5 separate regions of the Mus musculus genome follow, and all the other regions are linked to region 2. Evidence: chromatin contacts called from public Hi-C and HiChIP or PLAC-seq data. All regions are on one chromosome and are shown on one strand. Each heading gives the region's core, a stretch centred on a gene start, on an enhancer-like site or on the middle of the called end of the contact. The rest is flanking DNA. Distances are from core to core; before and after follow the strand shown.

Region 1 (2,700 bases), core at 52-2,551, 830 kb before region 2:
TTGACTAACTGACTGACAGCCAAGAACAGACATGTGCTCAGTTGATTTTACAAGTGGGTGGGGTAGAGAACTGAATGATCTGTTTCCACCCACCCCCAAGCTAGGTTCATATATTCATTTGTTTGTTTGTTTATCCTGTGTGACACAGCACATATATAGAGGTCAGAGGACAACATGTGGGGGCTCCGTGATCAAACTCAGGTCACCAGACTTGTGGCAAGTGCTTTTACCTGCCGAACTCTCTTACAGACTTTGGTGGGAATACAAATATCCTCATATTCTGAATCTAGCCTAAGAATTTCGTATATTGTCAGTAGCTTCTGCACATGGTTGCTAATATTCGCTGTTCATGTTTCCCCAAGTGCCTGACCATTCAGCCAAAATGTTGGGTCCCATCCACAAGTCACTGATGGCTGTCAGGGGATCCCAGGAAGCAGGCAACTACACTTCTGAGTAAAGTTCTCCCCAGCAGGAAGGGGAGTGTTTTCCAGGGCCACTCTGGGTGCATCTAATGCCACACAGTGCTGGTATCTAGTCCAACACAACCTGTAAGTTGGTTAGAGATTTTCTTCCTCACTTTATCATGCCTATGGATATCATGATGCTATGTGGGGTGAAGGAGGGGAACCAGTTTGTGGCTAATGAGAGGGTCTCAGGTTTAAGGACCTACATCAGACCAAACTCTCCATTGCTGTATCCCTCAGTGACGGAATGCTGCTGGCCGCTCCCTGCTCCAGGGCACTATCTCGGATTAGAGAGAAGGAAAATCCTGCCCAGCTGGTGATAAGCAACCCAACTAACTAATCTCTGCATGTCTACAGTCAAATAGTCATTATCAGGATCCGATATCAAATTAAGAGCTATTTATCAAAAAAGAGAATAGGTATTTGTTGAAGAGAGAATGTCTTTGTGATGATAAAATTGGGTTCTTGATAGGATTATTATTCTCGTTTAGGCCTGCCACAGGCTCTAGAGAATTCTAAATTAGCCACGCAGACACTAGAGACTGTCACGGCAGTGGAAGCCACTGCCAGCCATCTTTCATCATGGCTTTTAACACCAGTGGCTTTATAGGTTGCTCAAGGCACACGTTAACCACCAAGTATGTTCTGTCTTCTCAAGGCAGTTTCCAGGCATAGTGAGATCTCCTTTTATAGAGGATGTCCTGCTACATCTCGATCACTGGAGTCCAGAAGCCTTCTGACCCACAGGACAACGCAAACTGGTGAGAGCACAGTACAGTGCTTCTGGTGGGCAGCATCTGTTCCATCTCTCTATCAGGGAGAATAAACTATTTCTGGTACTCTCAGCTTGTTGCCATAGGAGACATGTATCCACCAAATACACAGGAGCTCGTGAGAAGCCTCCTTTTATTGATTTGACCCCTTAATGAAACGACAGCTGTGCATTAGGCCTGGAATCCCAGCTGAGACAGGAGACTCAGTCTGGATAGCAAGAACCTCCTGTCTCAAACAGAAGAGGGACACACAGACACACAGACATGCACACAGAGAGACACACACACAGAGACAGAGGGAGGCAGGCAGGCAGACAGACAGAGACAGAGACAAAGAGAGGTCAATGACGTGACGGACAGATATGATGTCAAGACCTGTTTATCTTCAGGCCAAGTCAACCTCAAGCTCACTAAAGACATGACAGGAATTTTTCCTTTCTTAACTCCTGTTCCTCTGCTGCTTGTACCAACCATTTTCAACATTTTTTATTTTTAAATATTCTGTGTGTGTGTGAATGCAAGTACCCACAGAGGCCAGAGTGTTGGGGCTCCCTCCCTGCAACTAGCCTTCCTGGCAGTCGTGAGTTGGGATTCCAACTCCAGAACAGAGCCTGTACCAGCCCCAAAGGCACTTTTCCTCATTTTAAATGAAGCACTGGTGGAGTTTATAGTGAGGAGATTTTAGCATAGACTTGAGCATGAAGGATAAGACAGAGAGAAGTTGAGAGAAAGACACACCCATGTGCCGGTGTGCACTTCTCCTGGGCACTTCAGCAGCGGCCACTTCTAAGTACTTTTAGTGCTTGCAGTTTTCAGTCCCTCCACAGAATGCTACCACCCATCCCATTTTACAGACGAAGAAGTCTCATTAAGTGACTAAGGAGCTTGCCCAAGTCACACATCAGTAATTAAATGTAAGTGGTTTAGATCCAGGCCAGTTCTCTCAGACATCACTTCCTTGTGATAAATAAAATATTCAACAGGAAAGCCACGTCTTTCCTTACGCAGCATGCATGGAGAGAAAGCTGTTGAAGTTATTCATTGAGAGAAGAGTCAATGGAAGCCCTGGATGTTTTTGTAAAGCAGTTAATTCAGGTAACTTCCCCGTGCTTCCATTGAACCTAGTTCTCAGGCCATGCTAAGCCAGCTGCATCTCCAGCCAGCAGGCAAACTGAGATTTTTTCCCCCTCTTTTTTTTCTTCTAGTATTTCCCTTGGCCATTTATGAAATTGCACTCCTTTATGAGTTCATTGTTTGTCTTCCTCCTGAGATAGGGAATTCCTTGAAGGGAAGGATCATATTTCTTTTCCTTTTTTATCTTCTGCAACAATGTACAATGGAGGGTTGCTCACCATAAAGACAGCAAATTATTCTATTCAAAAGAAATAGTACTAATTATTCAAACTCAGTGTTTGTGAATACCTTCTCCCCAAGGGCACAGGCTTATTTCAGAGCCTTTGATT
Region 2 (2,700 bases), core at 185-2,684:
GAGATAGCTCAGTGACAACGCACTTGCCACGCAAATATAAGTCCCTGAGTTGAGATTCCTCCAAAGTACAAAAAGCCAGGCGTGTATGTCCACCTGGAGTCCCAGAGCCACTGCCGTAAGGGGAGGCAGAGACAGGCGCTCCCCGCAAGGCTCCTTCTCCCTTCTTCCTTCTTCCACGCCTCTCTCTTGCTCGCCCTCGTGAGGTTGTTCTCTTTAGAAGTAAAGTGTAATATGCATTCCTCCTTCTTCGTGCGCCTGATCATCACTTATAAACAGTTACCTTTATGCTTGTTCCACACCACTTATATCCTTGTGAGGATAGTCTCTATAACTCGTGTGAGCTCACCATCCTAACGCATTACCCCCTCAACTATAAGTGTTATTAGCATCACGGAAAGCCCAAGGGAAATAGGACGGTGAAAGTGAAAACATTCAAGCAGCATTTGGAGAACTGACCTTCCTGGCTAATAGACTTGCAGGCAAGATAACGCTGTTAAAATTATCCACCCTGAGTAAGTGCTCAAGCTGAGTCACATGGGCACAGAAGGAGAATTCCAAACAGCAGCAGCACATGGCTAACCGATATCATGGCAGTCCTACTGTAGACACTACATATTAGAGTTGGCATTGCGGTTTGCTGGCCATAATAGAACACCCCTGCTGTGGAATTGTCCTTAACATAGGATGCCATCGGACGAAGCAGCCCTGAAAAACTACAGATAACATAGGCCCTATTTTTTTAGAAGCCACATTATCAGAAAGCTAAATTCCTTGATCTGTATCTGTGGAATGGTAGATTATATAGAAATTAATAATGAGTTTTATAGGATTATTATAATATAATCCAGTTTAACTCATTCCGAATATCACACACACACACACTTTTCTGTAACAATTGATATTTAAATGGTTCAGCTTAATGGTTTTATGTCAGGAATACATCCCGGTGAGTTTAAAGCATCTCTTTGTCTGGTGATTAATATCAGTTGAATTTTAAATATTCAGTCACTTAGAGAAGCACATTACTGCAGCCGTACATCTCTCAAATGGCCTCGATGTAGATTGTGAAAGTGTATCTTGCTGGTCTTACCAGTGATTGTTAAAGAGATACTCAAAGGCTGCGTTGTCCAGGCAAGTGATCTGTTTTGCTGAGTCGTGCTCTCAGCATTGTTATGATGCTGTTTTTAGGGTGCCCCTCCCTCCCCCTGCCCTGCAAGGCAGCTGTGACCCAAGTGAGAAAGATAAATGAAAACTCATTAACAGTCTCACAGCACTAAAGGTTTCAAGGCTGTAGCACAAGTCAGCTAACTCATCATAGCTGCAGATGGCTTGGTGCTTGCTGTGCCCCTGCTGTGTGAACACCACAGCAAAGGGGCTGGAGAGCTCTGGTCCTGGTAGGAGTGAGACTGTGTAGGTGGACCTGGGGCCCCGTGTTTTCTCTGGGCCTCCAGCTTCTCTACTTGGCAAAGGGGTCAGGTGATCTCTGAGGCCCTCTCAGCAGAACTACACAAGCAGTAGTCCTTATCTTAGATGCTTCTAAACATGAAGACATTTGTCTCCTACTACAAAATCTGGATGTGAAGTAGTGGGGACAGAATGTTCTCCATGGCCACATTGAGAACTGTTGGGGGTGAGAAGAGGATGGCTTCCCAGCTTCTGTAAGCTCAGCCTGTACGGCCTTTAAATTCTGGTATCTGCTGCCATCTCGTGGTTAGCCTTCATACGGACAACTAAAACCAGGCCATCAAAGGTCCACTGTGCCTTTCTTAGATTCAGAATGATTAGTTCCCAGTGAGTCACTGATCGTCACATGAGCCCACGGGGTGTGTGTGTGTGTGTGTGTGTGTGTGTGTGTACCAGAGACATGAGATATTGAGGAGGAAACAACCAGTCTCTGTATCTACTTCTGTTTTGAAACGTGAAGCATGTTTGGTCCAGGCTCCAATGGCTTTGTTTTCTGATTCTTCCAGCTCTCTGAATCCTCCTCTTCCTGTTCCTCCATCCATTCCATGGACACGAATTCCTCAGGGATGTCGTCCCTAATCAACCCCCTGTCCTCCCCTCCAACGTGCAACAACAATCCTAAAATCCACAAGCGCTCCGTCTCCGTGACATCCATTACCTCCACAGTACTGCCTCCTGTTTACAATCAGCAGAACGAAGACACCTGCATCATCCGCATCAGTGTAGAAGACAACAATGGCAACATGTACAAGAGCATCATGGTAAGGGGCCGTCCTGCCTGGAGGGTCAGTCAGCTGTTCGGACACACATTTCTCATACCTGTCTGCACGTGCACACAAGACTAGCATGGAAAATAGCAGCGTCTTCCTGGGCGCAGATTAGTGGTATGCTTATCTAGTGGCACATGTGCATATAGGACATAGTTTTGACATTTTATGAATTGTTCATGCAATTTGGGGTCCTGTTTCACGATGCTCAGTGTGGGTGGGACAGTAGTCCAGGGCGGGTGCCTTGCTTCACACGCCTTCTTGGAACTCTTCCTACGATTGCACTGTCTACTAAATTAACACGCCTTCTCAGTAGTGTAGTTCCTGGTGACTCAGCTTTCTCCCTAAGCCATCTGGACCAAGCCGAGCTCCTGAAGTGGGTGATTATGGCGGAGGTGCAGTTTGGGTAGGAAGTAGCTACAGTTCAGCAGTAAATGGGATTGAGTCTCATGTGCTTCTTACACAAACG
Region 3 (2,700 bases), core at 124-2,623, 770 kb after region 2:
ATATTAACCTACAACTTGCTTTAGTACAGAACTCTTTCTAAATGTATGACACCCCCCCCCAGCCTGTTCTGTTCTGTCAAAATGCACCCCTTTATACACTTATCTCTAATTGTGTCTTTACTTCTGTAGGATAGATTCTCCAGAGAAAGAAATGAATCAAAGAGCAAGCACAATTTAAAATTCTGGAGTTGGTGTCAATAAGTCACGTGGTTTACATCCCCACCAGTTTTCTCACCTCTTCACTAATCAGCAGTGCATTCTAGTGTTCTGTGCTAACCTACCAGACAAGCAAAACCCACCCACTTCACTGTTTTAATAAGCATCTTTCGCAGTCAACTCGCCGTGCTACTGACAGGCACACATTTCCTCTCCTCTCACTTAACTTCACGGTTTTGCCAAAATCCAGAGATTCTCCACTTCGTTCTTAGTCACTTGTGCCACTTCGGATGTATTCGAATTACTGGATTAAATGCTATAAATAGTGTTTTGGAACACTTTTAAGCCTCATAAAACTACTCTAAGGGGGTACACTTAATCGAGGCCTCTGAATAGCATCAAATCGCCTGCTCTAGCTCACAAGTGCCATTTAGGAAAGAAAACACAGCAAGGGGGATAGTGAAGTCTGAAAAGTTCAAGTTCCGGTGAACGCCCCTTTTCCTTTAACAGGTGTAAGCACCGCAACATTTTCCCGCTGGGAGCTCACTTGGGTGAGACATCCAACCCTGCCTCCGCCACCCAGGCGGTAGCCCCTCCACCAGCCCCTGACATGGCAGAGGCGCTGACACAACACTACATATGTCACAGGCTGCCCAGGAGACACTCGACAGCCCCCGAGGTCACATCCCGGGGATCAGCTCCCATCGTCCTGGACCCCGTCCACCGCACCGAGGTCCTCCAGCCTCACCAGCTGTTACAGTCACCACAGAAAAAGTCCACAGTGCGCCGGGGGCGCAATGACAGGCACCTCCACTGCTGGCAGCCGCGCGAGGAAACCCACCCGGACAGCCACGCACCCTTACCCAAGCTTCTGCTTCTCTTCCCTACTCATGGGCGCGGCCCCTGCCGTGCACACGGACGTGGCCAACACCAGACAGAGCGCGGCCGTCGCTGCCACCAGGCTCCATGACGCTCGCTGGGGGACCCGGCACCCACAGCCCCGGCAGCCGCCGGCTTTGCTCATGGCCCCGCGGTTCCGCGCACGCGCAGCTGCTACACCGGCACGGTGGGCCACATTGCGGGCTGCCGGCGGCGAGGAGGCTGCGAGCCGTGTCGAGGGCGGACTGTGGAGTGAGGCTGGCGGCCGCCGGCGCCAAACTGTTTGCCGAAGTCACCGAGCCGGTCCCCCAGCGCCAGCGCTGCCACCACCCTCCGCCCTCCACGGCTCGGAGCACCGCCCCCAGCTTTCCGGTGTCGTAGTCTAGGAAACCGCCTCTCCAAGGCTACTTCCGGGTAGAGCCGAAGTGAGATAGCCTCGGGACCAATGGAGACAGCCTCGGAGAGGGGCTGGCCGCAGCTACAGGACCTAGCATTGGCCCAGAGAAGCGGGACGTGGACAAAAGGCGGGACTGGGCAGGGAGCTGTCCCTTCGATCCACCTCCGACCCCAGGAGTTGCCACCTAGGAACTACTAGTCCCAAGGTGCACCGCTTCCTCCAGCTTGACTACAGACCTACGCGCAGGCGCCTTGCTAGATTTCTGCCTAGTAGCGCCCTGCGTTCTGGGACTTGTAGTCCTATTCTGTAAAGGCCACGCAGGTTCCAGGCGTTCTGTGTTCCGCAAGACCTTTGGCCAACCCTACCTCGTCGGTGGGCTGCCCAGTCCTTGAGACTCGTGAGTGCTTTGCCATTCTCTTCCTGAAGATTTTTTTTTTTTCCTGAGAGCTGACAGAATGAGACTTGCCCCCAGGTCGGTACCGAATGCCTGGGTGAACAGTGAAAATATTCTTCTGCCCTCGAGAAAATGACAACAAAACAAAACAAAACAAAAACTAGGAAATGAACAACAGCTAAATGACTCGAACCTTTGACGACCATGTGAGAGTTTTACTTTCATTAGCGCATATACACAACTCTAATATGTATATATCGTCCTTCTACTTTTGCACACGTAGCTTGAACTTTTGCACAAAGGCTTGGAAGAAGTTAGCAAACACTAATCTAACTCCTGAATTACTCCTCTAATTCAGTACCCCAGCAACTAAGCAGGACACTCAAAATGAAGGAGGCCAAGCAAAGCTAAGAACGTGATTAATAATAGTTATCTTAAAAGCCCATGAAGGAAAGAAGTGTACAATGCAAAAGTGATTTTTTTTTTTTAATTTAGTGAAGACTAGATGTTGTAATGAGTTGCAATGGCTGATTGGCAGGCTAACTGTGGGTAAAATGACAGGTGGGTTTCTCTTGCAAAAGCACATGTCTTTCTTTTGTGCCACTTCAGCAGGTGGCGGCAGAGTTGAGGAGCTTGGATGTGACCTCTGTGGCCACAGTAAATTTCGTATTTGTCCGTTCAGCAATATCGAGCTATCTGAAACCTCTTGCTTTTAATGCCTCACCACTTAAGTCTTATCTCTCTGACCATCCGGGTTACAAAATAACCTTTCTTCCTTCTCTCCTCTTTCAAAAACGCAGGTGTTTCCTGAAGGTTCTGTTTCGACTCCTTTGCTTCTTTGTACTCTCCGGGTTTCGCTTTAGTGATTTCTGAC
Region 4 (2,700 bases), core at 162-2,661, 700 kb after region 2:
AGTCTCTATAAAAACAGATCTGAAATGGCCTTGAGTGTCACTCTAGGATCCCTAGAGCCTAGCTCGGCGTCTGGAGAACAGCAAGGGCAACATTAATAAAGGCAACATTAATAGTTGCACTACTCAGCACTGGAAAACATTCCCCTTAGACAGTCCATACTCCGAATGTGCATTGTCCCCATCGTTCTGCCTTGACATATCCTGCTGTTACAAACATTGACCTGAGTATTTGGAAGAAACTGTGTAGGTTTCTTGTTAGTTATCTTTTTTTTTAGGTTCTTGGAGCAGATGATGGAGTTAAAAAAGAAACAAACAGACTTGGTTGTGTGTTGTTACCTACAAAAACTCTTTCTCCATTTCTGTCTCTCCCTCTCTTCGGGGCCGCTTGCACTTTCACCAGCAGCAGAAAAACAAGGAAAATAAGACAAAGAGCTTCCTGGTTTCATTGGATGAGCTCGGTGTCGCACTGTAACTCATCATCCAACATCTCTGTTCCCATGACTCAGGGATGGAGGCCGATGCTCTTGGTGCGTGCAGAAAGGGATTTTAGGCAGTGGGCCAGAGTTCCTTCACTCTCAGGCTCAAATGGAGTCTAATAGTCTGATTTGTTTTCCCATTTGTCAGTACATCTGGTTCACTTGAGGCTCCAGTTCTCTAGTATGACGGTAGAAAGAGTCCTTGGATTCCTTCAGGGAGAAGTCTATGTTAACAAGCTCGAATAGTTCTAGGCCGGTGAATACTGTATCCTCATTTGCATCTGTTTTGCTTGATGATGAGTGTGGGAGATTTGGAAAGAAAGGATGAAGCTCATGCCAAGTTGCAAACATCGATCAGAGAAATGTGGCTAGAATCCGAGACAGTGCTAAGTCTCACCCGAGATGTTCAGCCAGGATTTTAAGTGAGGCTGGTCAGCAGTGGGACTTAATTTCATCCAGCTCCCAAAGCTATTCATGGATATGTGTACAATCAGTGTGCAGGTGGGACTTAATATCTAAGGCTTTGCCCGTTGAGTTCGACAGAAGGAAGCATGTTTGTGTATTGGGTGACATGGGAAGGCAGCCCAGGAGTGACGCTGATTCTGGGACATGTGGTGGTCCTGGTGCTCTCCAAGTCGGTGAACAAAGGTGACAGACTGAGTTCACATCACTTCAATAAAGAAATGGCTTTGGTTATGCCGTAAAATAACACGAGGAAAGTGTGTCTTGATCAGTGAAAGCCAAAAAGTCACAGCCAAGACATACAAGAGTGGATCTCTATTGCCTGAAGGCATGAGAATGAAGTCTGCAGCACCCCAAACAGCAAGTCTCCAAGGACAAAGGACAGACAGGGAATTTATTTCACAAAGGCTAGGCATAGTCATCTGGAAAAAGCACTTCTGGGTGGATGCTCGGCTAGATTAGGATGTACACTACTGGGCATGTTTAAAGGCATGCTCAAAAAGCAAAGACATCAGTAATGGAAGGTCTGTAATGTTCTCTCCAGGACGGCTGGAAGAGTGACCAAGGTGCTCAGCTTGTCACAGATGCTGAATGGGAAGTCACAGGCAAATCTAGCTCGTGACATCATGATCTCGGGGAATCACAGTGACTTGAGGTTGGAAGAATCAAATGGCACACTAGGTCGGCCAGGCAGTAGGAAGGGGCAGTCACGCATTAGAGTGGGGCACAGAGGAGCCCCACCACACCACACCCACCCCGCCCCGCCCAGAAGCTCCCACAGTTGAAATCCTCCCTCTGTTGAAATCCCTTCCTCCCTCAAGGCTATTCTGGCCACCAAGGTGTGGGTGTGTGGAGTAGCCTGGACTTTTGCCCTCCTAGACCTGCCCCAGACTCGGAAAACCTTTCCCCAGATTTCTAGGCAAACGGTCCTTTTGAAAGCGAGTTAAGCTGGCAGTGGCGGCGCATGCCTTTAATCCCAGCACTTGAGAGGCAGAGGCAGGCGGATTTCTGAGTTCGAGGCCAGCCTGGTCTACAGAGTGAGTTCCAGGACAGCTAGGGCTATTCAGAGAAACCCTGTCTCGAAAAAAAAAGAGGAAGAAAAGAAGAGAGAGACACACACACACACACACACACACACAGAGAGAGAGAGAGAGAGAGAGAGAACAAGCAAACGGGTTAAGAGGGATTTGAAAACTGTCTGTCCCTGTGGCTGCTAACAAGAAGACAGGCTAGAATTGATTCAGTTTAATAGTTCTACGGTAGGGCAGGAGAGTGGCTGCATGACCTAGAATTTCCAGTTGCAGCAGCTGTCTGGACCCATTTGTAGCGGGAAGCTTTGACTAGTCTACAGCAGAAGCTGGAAAGAGAGTGGGCAAAGTGGAGGAAGGCTGCTGGAGATGTCAGAATGACGGCCGTGGAAGCAGCTAGCCTCCAGACTGAAGGTTCTCTAATGCTGGTCTATTTATTCATTGGTTCTTTGATCAACCATGTGAGGAAGCTTTGACTCTGAGAAGTCACATGCTATTATAAACCCTGACATCACCTGCTGCTGTTAAGACAAAGTTAGTGGTATGTGGCCCTAAAGAGCACCACAGGATTTCTAAAAGAACCTTAACCTGGGCTAGCATTCTTTTATAGATCAAGAGTCTTCCAGAGGTCCATCAATGGCATTCCCTTTGAAGAGAGCAGACAGTATTTAATTAGCCCAACACAAGCTCATGGCTAACAAGTTAGTTCTAATAAGTAAGTACCCATGCTTTAA
Region 5 (2,700 bases), core at 74-2,573, 810 kb before region 2:
TATCAGTATCATTATCTTAAAAAGACTACTGATCCGGAGCTTACACTTTGCTGGTCTGCTTTGCATCTTGGGTTGGGATTAGCACAGTGTGCTGCCAAGCCCGGCTCTCAGCTGGTTCATTTTTACAGCACCCTCCCTTCCCCTGTCTGCTGGTCCTATCAGCACTGCAGGTAGTTCTGATCTGAGACTAAAACGCATGATCTTTTGGCTCGGGCTCTGGGAACTGAGTCATTCTGGCACTGACAATATTCTGTGACTCAGCAGGTCCGAAGAGGAGGATGTCAGAATCCAGATAATTTCGAGTCTTTTAAAGGCAAGCTAGGACACACAAACAACAGAGTGGAAGAATTTCAAAGCAGGTCTGCGTATCCAGGGGAAAATGTCATTCCATTCCCAGCCTTCTCACTTCCTTCCTTGCCCGGTTAAATGACAGTCACATTTTAATTTAGAGCAAGGAAATCACAAAATTGACTCTGAAGCTGAGATCGAGCCCTGTGTTCCACAGGGATCCAGTCCCTTGGACACCTCGGGATCTCTCCCCTCAGCGTGGGCAGGGCTTGCCCCGGGATACAGGAGGCAATGCCCGGGACGGCTGGGGAGGGCGAGGTCACGCAGGCCACCGCACCGTTGCGCTGTGTTCAGGCTCCAGAGTCAGGTAGTGGCTGAGCTATACCGTAAGGACTGACATCTGGTTGGGCCAGGGTCCAAGTCCTCATGAAGTCAAAAACACAGATTCCGGGCCACCTCACCCACCTGCGTCTCCCTTTAAGAACCTCCTCTTAGCCTCATACCCTCCAGGGCAAGATCCTCTAAGGTACAAGACCTGGATGAGGGTTCCCAACCCACCGAAGCCCCTACCCTCCCAGCATGCACTGCCCAGCACCCCACACCCCACGCCCCGCCCTCCTTCCCTCACTCACGCTCCCTCTCCGCCCACCTTGGGCCCCTCCCTCTTACCCCCTCGCCCAGCCCACCTCTAGTCACGCCCATCCAGAAGTCCTCCCACTTGACCCCTTGCCTCTTCCATCTCGCGCCCCCCTCCCTTTTGCTGCCGGTCCCGCCCTCCTCGCACCCCACCCTCCTACTCCACCGCCCCGCCCACCTCGCGCCCGGTCCTCTGGCTCCCGCCCCTCCCATCTCGCTTCTCTGGCCCACCGCCCTCCAGGCCGCCCCCGCCGCCGCCGGGAGTCGCTGGGGAGGACGCGTAGGGCGGGGAGCAGCTCCTGGCCCGCGTGAGCTGCCGAGGAGGCCGGCCTTGGGTTTTCTCCACCGCCAGATCCCACCCCGCCGGGCAGACCCCACCCCCTTCTCCTTCCTCCTGGGGCGCGCTCTCGAGTGCGCGCTCGGAAGTCGGGGGTCGGCGCACAGTGCAGGCTGCGCACCGGGAGGTAGCGGAGGCAGCGCGATCTTGGCTCGGACGCCCACCCATCGGCTCTGCGTCCGGCTCTCGGCCTCCAGCCCGGTCCACAGCCCGGCCTCGGCCCGCAGCGGAGGATCGGCCTCGGGATACGCCGCTAGGCGAGTGCAGCGCGGCACCCCAGCCTTTGCCGAGGGCCCGCGCGCAGCGGGATGACGGGCGGCGGGCGGGCCGCGCTGGCCCTGCAGCCCCGGGGGCGGCTGTGGCCGCTGTTGGCTGTGCTGGCGGCTGTGGCGGGCTGTGTCCGGGCGGCCATGGACGAGTGCGCGGATGAGGGCGGGCGGCCGCAGCGCTGCATGCCGGAGTTTGTTAATGCCGCCTTCAATGTGACCGTGGTGGCTACCAACACGTGTGGGACTCCGCCCGAGGAGTACTGCGTGCAGACTGGGGTGACCGGAGTCACTAAGTCCTGTCACCTGTGCGACGCCGGCCAGCAGCACCTGCAACACGGGGCAGCCTTCCTGACCGACTACAACAACCAGGCCGACACCACCTGGTGGCAAAGCCAGACTATGCTGGCCGGGGTGCAGTACCCCAACTCCATCAACCTCACGCTGCACCTGGGTAAGCGATGACAGCCCCGTCCCCACTACTCGCTCACGGTCCAGCTCCGGGGCCGCATCCATGGAGCCGCTGGTCCGGCCTGAGGGGCCTGTCCAGCCGCGTGCTGACGGTCTGTTCTCCAGCGTGGGCCACACACAGAAATTCCTTTCTCCAACTTCTAAAATTCATCTCGCTTTGAACATCCGGTGAGGGCCACCATGTCCCACGCTAGCATCTCTCTCTTTTTTTCTTACTCTTTCTAGTCCAACCGGATTCTCGTTCCGTTGATTCTTTTCTATTTCAGCAGTTAGGATTTTGGACCAACACCCCCCCACCCCCTTTTGCACCCTGAGGCGCTAATGAAACACTCATCCTGGCAGGACAGGACTATCACATAGCATGCTTACATTAGAGTCTTGAAGGTCCACTTTCAAACACTTGTCTTTAAAATGTTTGTCTGTCTCCAGGGTTGAGAATGATTGCTCTTAGTTTTGATAGGGGAATTTGAGGGGAGCAAATGCCTTTGCCGCCGGTATTTCTATGTGTAATTAAAGTGGAAGTTCACTTTTAAAGTTACTGTTCTTCAGAGCTGTTCAGCCTTAATTAGGAGCTGTTTCACTGCTAATCCTAGTTGGGAGAAAACAGAAAGGTAATGAAGACACTCTCTGTAATTGAGGGCAGTTTTGTTCCGGTGTAAAAAGCTCCAAGGCTCTCCTGGATAGTCTTCCCTTTTGCTTTGA

What was found. Hi-C and Micro-C count contacts between places; a contact is called where the count stands out from the background. HiChIP or PLAC-seq counts read pairs in DNA pulled down with a chosen protein or histone mark.
Region 1: an H3K27ac HiChIP or PLAC-seq map of extraembryonic endoderm stem cells shows a contact between it and region 2, with 2.6 times the contacts expected there. The contact joins two enhancer-like sites. A contact is called at or near these places in 2 of 484 Hi-C or Micro-C datasets (both in the G1E-ER4 cell line) and 3 of 115 datasets of contacts at active chromatin or transcription factors (embryonic stem cells, extraembryonic endoderm stem cells and large pre-B cells).
Region 3: an H3K4me3 HiChIP or PLAC-seq map of pro-B cells shows a contact between it and region 2, with 5 times the contacts expected there. The contact joins the promoter of Edem3 here to the enhancer-like site in region 2. A contact is called at or near these places in 3 of 39 promoter capture datasets (the C10 cell line, hippocampal neurons and pre-B cells), 1 of 15 datasets of contacts at CTCF or cohesin (pro-B cells), 6 of 115 datasets of contacts at active chromatin or transcription factors (astrocytes, bone marrow-derived macrophages, embryonic limb bud and 3 more) and 1 of 9 other capture datasets (adipose tissue).
Region 4: a Hi-C map of cortical neurons shows a contact between it and region 2, with 6 times the contacts expected there. The contact joins two enhancer-like sites. A contact is called at or near these places in 3 of 15 datasets of contacts at CTCF or cohesin (the NIH/3T3 cell line, large pre-B cells and pro-B cells), 65 of 484 Hi-C or Micro-C datasets (the 3T3-L1 cell line, the AML12 cell line, the AtT-20 cell line and 41 more), 3 of 115 datasets of contacts at active chromatin or transcription factors (astrocytes, embryonic stem cells and stem cell-derived neural progenitor cells) and 1 of 9 other capture datasets (embryonic stem cells).
Region 5: a contact with region 2 is called in an H3K4me3 HiChIP or PLAC-seq map of pro-B cells, with 4 times the contacts expected there. The contact joins the promoter of Lamc1 here to the enhancer-like site in region 2. A contact is called at or near these places in 10 of 39 promoter capture datasets (the 3T3-L1 cell line, 3T3-L1-derived adipocytes, the C10 cell line and 7 more), 1 of 484 Hi-C or Micro-C datasets (the N1E-115 cell line) and 9 of 115 datasets of contacts at active chromatin or transcription factors (the NIH/3T3 cell line, bone marrow-derived macrophages, embryonic stem cells and 3 more).

What each region holds. Positions count from the first base shown.
Region 1 is chr1:153,354,707-153,357,406 of GRCm38.p6, reverse strand. No RefSeq gene overlaps it. Among named protein-coding and RNA genes, the nearest start is that of Lamc1, 23 kb to the right of the region's middle. Within about 2 kb of position 1,301, at least 12 of the 459 cell types and tissues checked have an H3K27ac peak or open chromatin away from gene starts, as enhancers often do. A contact at or near this core is called in extraembryonic endoderm stem cells, where this site is marked.
Region 2 is chr1:152,524,170-152,526,869 of GRCm38.p6, reverse strand. Rgl1 (ral guanine nucleotide dissociation stimulator,-like 1) reads left to right here. Exons shown (of 18, transcript NM_016846.4): 16 at 1,971-2,225. Among named protein-coding and RNA genes, the nearest start is that of Gm51749, 15 kb to the left of the region's middle. Within about 2 kb of position 1,434, at least 70 of the 459 cell types and tissues checked have an H3K27ac peak or open chromatin away from gene starts, as enhancers often do. A contact at or near this core is called in the N1E-115 cell line, bone marrow-derived macrophages, cortical neurons and 3 more, where this site is marked.
Region 3 is chr1:151,754,047-151,756,746 of GRCm38.p6, reverse strand. It overlaps Edem3 (ER degradation enhancer, mannosidase alpha-like 3), which reads right to left and starts at 1,373. Exons shown (of 20, transcript NM_001039644.2): 1 at 1,020-1,373. The coding sequence starts at 1,180. It overlaps 2810414N06Rik (RIKEN cDNA 2810414N06 gene), which reads left to right and starts at 1,729. Exons shown (of 2, transcript NR_151475.1): 1 at 1,729-1,904.
Region 4 is chr1:151,823,167-151,825,866 of GRCm38.p6, reverse strand. No RefSeq gene overlaps it. Among named protein-coding and RNA genes, the nearest start is that of Edem3, 69 kb to the right of the region's middle. Within about 2 kb of position 1,411, at least 12 of the 459 cell types and tissues checked have an H3K27ac peak or open chromatin away from gene starts, as enhancers often do. A contact at or near this core is called in the N1E-115 cell line and cortical neurons, where this site is marked.
Region 5 is chr1:153,331,409-153,334,108 of GRCm38.p6, reverse strand. Lamc1 (laminin, gamma 1) reads left to right here and starts at 1,323. Exons shown (of 28, transcript NM_010683.2): 1 at 1,323-1,981. The coding sequence starts at 1,570.